Linked DNA regions of Sus scrofa: region 2 is linked to region 1. A link is a contact called in public HiChIP or PLAC-seq data. All regions are on one chromosome and are shown on one strand. The core of a region is the stretch at or near the end of the contact, and the rest is flanking DNA. Distances in the headings are between cores, read along the strand shown.

Region 1 (2,700 bases), core at 99-2,598:
CTGAGCAGAGTCAGGGATTGAAGCACATCCTCATGGATACTCTGTAGAGTTCTTAACCAGTTGAGCCACAGTGGGAACTCCCTTATTGCAACTGTTTGTGAGGAGATGATGGTGGCCTGGGCTGGAGTTGCAGAAGGGGAAGAATGGGAAGTGGAAAGATTTGAGATATTTTATTTTTATGTTTTTGTCTTTTTAGGGCTGCACCTATGGCATATGGAGGTTCTCAGGCTAGGGGTCGAATCGGAGCTATAGCTGCTAGCCTACACCACAGCCACGGCAACATGGGATCCGAGCCATATCTGTGACCTACACCACAGCTTACGGCAATGCCGGATCCTTAACCCACTGAGAGAGGCACGGGATTGAACCTTCATCCTCATGGATGCTAGTCGGGTTTGTTAACCACTGAGCCATGATGGGAACTCCAGATTTGAGATATTTTAGAAATAGAGTTGACAGAACTTGCAGATAGACTGAGTGCAGAGGCTGAGGGAGAGGGAACAAAAATGACTCAGGTTCCTCTACTGCAACTGGGAGGATGTTTGGGTCATTTATTGAGATGGGCAAGACTGGGCAGGCACAGGTTTTGCATGAGGATGTGTGTGAGAAATTAGAGTTTTGTATTAAGTTAGAGATGGTCGATAGGCACTCAAGGGGATGTACCTGGTAGGCAGGGGAAGTAGGGGTCTGTAACTCCAGGGGGAGTTCATGCTTTAACCCATAACACAGCAGTATGCAATAGAAATAGAAAATGAGCCACATAATTAAAAATTTCCCAGTAGTCGGAGTTCCTGTAGTGGCTCAGCAGTAATGAACTGGACTAGTATCCATGAGGACTTGGGTTAGATCCCTGGCCTGGCTCAGTGGGTTAAGAATCTGGTGTTGCCATTAGCTGTGGTATAGGCCACAGATGCAGTTTGGATTCTGTGTGGCTGTGGCTGTAGCTGTGGCTGTGGCCCGCAGCAGCAGCTCTGATTCAACCCCTAGTCTGGGAACTTCCATATGCTGCAGGTGCAGCCCTGAAAAGCAGCAGTCACATTAAAATAGTAAAAAGAAACAGGTGAAACTATTTTTTTTCTTTTTTTTTCCCCCTGCAACCACGGCATGTGGAATTTTCCAGGCCAGGGATGGAACCTGTGCCACAGCACCAACCCAAGCCGCTGCAGTGACAAGGCGGGATCCTAAATCTGTGCGCCACAAGAGAACTCCATAGGTGAAACTAAAATAATATATTTAGCCTTCCAAATTCCAAATATTATCTCAGTACATAATCAATATAAAATTATTGACGAGACAGGCTGCATTCCTTCTTAGACATCCGGTGTGTATTTTATATTTAGAACACATTTAATTTGCATTCACCACATTTCAAGCGCGTCGTTGCTGCACGCCGGATAGAAGTTATCAAACGGTTCAGCGCAGGGACTTCCAGGCCGGGAGCTTGGACCCACCCGGAGGGCACAGTAACGCACTTCCGCCGGAACATCCCGGACCGAAATCGCGGAGGAACGGAAGTTGCGCGTGAGCGTGCGCAGTCGCAGACTGCTGAACCGGGATCTGGGGCAGCTGAGAGGTTCTTCAGCCGTTAGACGCCAGTCACTCTGACTGCGGGAGGTGAGCGGTGCCCCGGGAGAAAGTGGCCTGTGCCCAGGCCCACGGGCCGCGTATGGAGCTGGAGGGGCAGGGGGGCCCCAGGAATGCGCGGTGTTCAAGGGGAGGATAGAGCAGTGGTTATGGCGCGTTCTCTGGAATCAGACTGTTGTAATTCGCACCCTAGCCCCTTGCTTACTCATTTGTGATCTTGGCCAAGTCACCCCTCTTCCCCTCCAGCCTTAGCTTTGTCACCTGTGAAGTGGCGGTGATAGAACCTGCCTCCTGGTTGTGTGAGGATTAAATAGGATAATCCACGTGAAGCGCTCAATACCGCTTCTGACACATTGTAGTCACCCAGTAAGATGTATAGGCTGCTTTATTGCTTATTTATATTGAGACAAGGCTGTTGTCTCATCGTTTTTGTCGACTGCCGATTTATGTTGGGCCCCACAGAGGCCCCTACGTTGTGCTAGGCGAGCATTTTATTTATGTTACCACATTTGATCCTCACAACAGACACGGAGATAGGTTCTATAATAGATACTATTTTTCTCATTTTACACATGAGGAAGTGGAAGCTCCCAGAACTTAAGAAGCTTCCAGGTGTTCAAAGATACCTGGCCAGGCCAAAGATGGGTCAGACTCTGATTTTAGGGTCTTAACCACAATGCTCTTTGCCCACCCTTAAAGGGGGCATGGGCTGCAGATGTGCAATTAAGTTATGCCTTTATGTCTCACCACCTCTGAGAGGTATTTTTATCCTTATTTTATAGAGGTGGAATTGGAGGCCCAGAGACATGAATTTGACTTGCCCAAGGTCACACAAGTTAAAGGGCAGAAAGAGTTGACTTTATAGCTCACAGTAGAAGTGTGCTGTTCTCTGTCACTTGAAAGTAGGTTGGCATTGTTCCTGCCCGAAGTGCTGGTGCCACATATGGCAAGTGATTAGGTTGGAGAAGTAACAGGCCACATGTCATTTTACGTGTAAAACACCTGTCATGTTCTAGAATGGGAGATATGAAGAATGTAGAAATGAATGAGATTTGTTCTCTGCTCTCTGGGACCTCCCAGCTCCCAGGGTTAGGTAGTAATTAATAGCTAAGTGTG
Region 2 (2,700 bases), core at 56-2,555, 660 kb before region 1:
CATGTCTGAACACAAACAAAAAATAACATTGTCCCAACCATAAGAGGGGCTGCTCCTTTTAAACCAATCATAGCTTTAGCCACTCTTGGTTCTTCTCCACTTTTAGATAAGAACTATTAAAACACCCCATCCTTGGAGTTCACGTCATGGCTCAGTGGTTAACGAACCCAACTAGCATCCATGAGGATGCGGGTTAATCCCTGACTCGCTCGTGAGTTAAAGATCTGGTGTTGCTGTAAGGTGGGGTGTAGGTCACAAACTTGGTTCGGATCCTGCGTTGCTGTGGCTGTGGTGTAGGCCGGCAGCTGCAGCTCTGATTAAACCCCTAGCCTGGGAACTTCCATATGCCACAAGGGTGGCCATAAATAGAAAAAAAATACCCCGTCATAGAAATACCACCATCTCCTAATAGCATCCAATCCAGAGAGAAGGGCTGCTTCCTTGTACCCTCCCCCAAATTACCTACAAAAGCCCCTCCAAAAGAACTCCTATGAATTCTTTCTAGCACCCTCTTCCTGAGATGCCCCTCTGTGCCTCATGGTGTGCCTCCCCTCCTTGCAAGAAGACAAAAGGCCCAGCTTTGTTCAAATTCAGGGGTGTTCTCCGTGGTCTTTGGCTGTAGGGCACTGACAACAGTGAGAGCCTGCTGAAGGGTAACTGCTATTATTATGTGTCAAGGGGAACTGCATCCACAGGGTTCAAGCAGAGACTTCACAAACAAGGATTTTGATGTTTCCTGACATATGCCTCTTGCCAAGCCGTTTCTCCTCTCCCGTCTACAGGGAGAAGGCTTTTGGTTTCCGACCTCCCAAGCTGAAATCCAGCCTGTTGGGTTAGATTTCTCATGAAGTACAACCCCTTAGAGAGGTGCGCACCTTTAGCCCCAACTTAGAGTTTCTCAAAGACTAGAACACTCCAGAGGGGGCATGATGGAGCTATCAGAGAAAACTAAAGCCCCAACAAATTCATATTACTGAGTGCCTTACCCACCACCCTGACCCAGGAGGAACTGCCCCGAATTCACTCCACAAGCAAGGCAGAACTGCACAGTTCCGTACGCCTGGAAAAACTGAAGTAAAAGTCACTACCGGGGAAATGGAACCTTCCTGCCCCGCTGCCTCAGACGTCGCGCACGCGCACGGGTCGCTGGGCGGCCGCCGCGCAGGCGCCCTCCTCTCCCGGGCGGACTACAAGTCCCGGCTTGCCTGGCGCTGGAACGTCGCCTGGTAACTCGCGCCAGTCGGAGCGAATTAGGTCGGCTTCTCCGCGCGCCTGCGCGTTGGCGGGCTCTGCGCAGGCGCATTTCTAACGCTTGCGAGGAGAGGGCGGGGTGTCGTTCCCTTTCGCTGATGCAAGATCCTAGTGCGGTGGTGAGAGAGGTATCGGCAGGAGCAGCTCTGAAGCCGGGGTCTGAGGCTGACCCGTCCGACTTTCCGTCTGTGTTGAGCCCACTCGAGCCGCAGCCATGTCCGGGGACGAGGTGAGGGCCTGAGGCTGGCGCTAGGGCTAAGGACCGAGGCAGGGAGCCAAACTCACCCCAGTGTGGGAGACCGGGCCTGCGGCCTAGCGACCGGCCGCCGCCATGTGGGGCTGCCGGGCCTAGGCGACCCTGAGCGGTAGAGCCGGTTAGAGCCCCGGAGCCGCGGCTTGGCTTAGCCCCGCTCTCGTCAGGGCGGCGGCGCTGAGGCCGGCGTTTCCGGATTGGAGAGCACGTTGAGTCGCTCTCCAGAAGAGGGCTTGAATGTTGGGTTAATGCCCCAGCTGAACGAGACTGGGACTGGCAGCCCCAGCATTTCTTTCGGTTTGACGCTTCAGCTCCAGCTCTCCCTCGCTGGGCGCTGGTGGTGCCGAGAGGAACGTCTCGGAGCGTCTTCGTTTAAAACTTTGCAGCCTGGCTTGTCCTACCCCTCATCCACTCCTTTTCTCATCTAGAGCGTTATTAATAACTTTTCTTTTTAAAGACCGGGAAGCGAGGGAGATAGGAAAAGATCTTTCAGCCTGAAAAAGTGATTAACCTCGGAAAGTTTTAGGGCCTGAGTCCCTGAGCCTTTCTCAGCAGAGCTCACTGCGACGTCAGCGGGAAGTTCGGGCTCCGAAGCTGCCTGGATCTTTTTCTACTATCGTCCTTGTAACTCAGCACATTTCCTCAAATCCCTTTTGGCTAGATTTATCTCGGTTTATATAAAACCAGACTTAAAGTGAAATTTGACTTTAAGTGCTATCCGTAGTTATTAACACTGAGGGAAGAGCTACCGCTTACCGGCCAGCTTTCTCCACCAAAAAAAAAAAAAAATCTCTTGAGTTTATAATTCACTGTAAACATTCCGAGTGCTTGGCCTCTAAGGCGTTGTAGAGAAGGAAAAAGAAAAATTCGAGGCTTTTTTGAGTTTTGGCTTTAAGGTGGGCCTTGGAAATGCTTTAAATTTCCTCAAGTAGTGGGAAGGCCTGAAGCCAGGGCAAGGGAGTGGTTAGGGCAAGTAAGTGTGCTTACAAAATATAGTGTATTCTCCAATTGGGTTAGAGTTAATCCGTTGAAATATAGATACTGGCTAGTTCATAGAGAGATTTGAAGACCAAATTAAGGAATTTGGATCTTGTTCGGAGGTGGGGGGAAATTCCAATCTCATTTGATTCTCATGACAGCCCTTTAAGATGAATTATTATGGCCATTTTAGAGATGAGCAAACCGAGGCTTTTAGA

What was found. HiChIP or PLAC-seq counts read pairs in DNA pulled down with a chosen protein or histone mark.
Region 2: an H3K27ac HiChIP or PLAC-seq map of alveolar macrophages shows a contact between it and region 1. The contact joins the promoter of EIF2S2 here to the promoter of CDK5RAP1 in region 1. A contact is called at or near these places in 1 of 47 Hi-C or Micro-C datasets (heart right ventricle) and 1 of 2 datasets of contacts at active chromatin or transcription factors (alveolar macrophages).

What each region holds. Positions count from the first base shown.
Region 1 is chr17:36,909,992-36,912,691 of Sscrofa11.1, reverse strand. CDK5RAP1 (CDK5 regulatory subunit-associated protein 1) reads left to right here and starts at 1,348. Exons shown (of 13, transcript XM_013985267.2): 1 at 1,348-1,614.
Region 2 is chr17:37,568,874-37,571,573 of Sscrofa11.1, reverse strand. EIF2S2 (eukaryotic translation initiation factor 2 subunit 2) reads left to right here and starts at 1,305. Exons shown (of 9, transcript XM_001929150.6): 1 at 1,305-1,480. The coding sequence starts at 1,466. It also overlaps a transcript of ASIP not described here.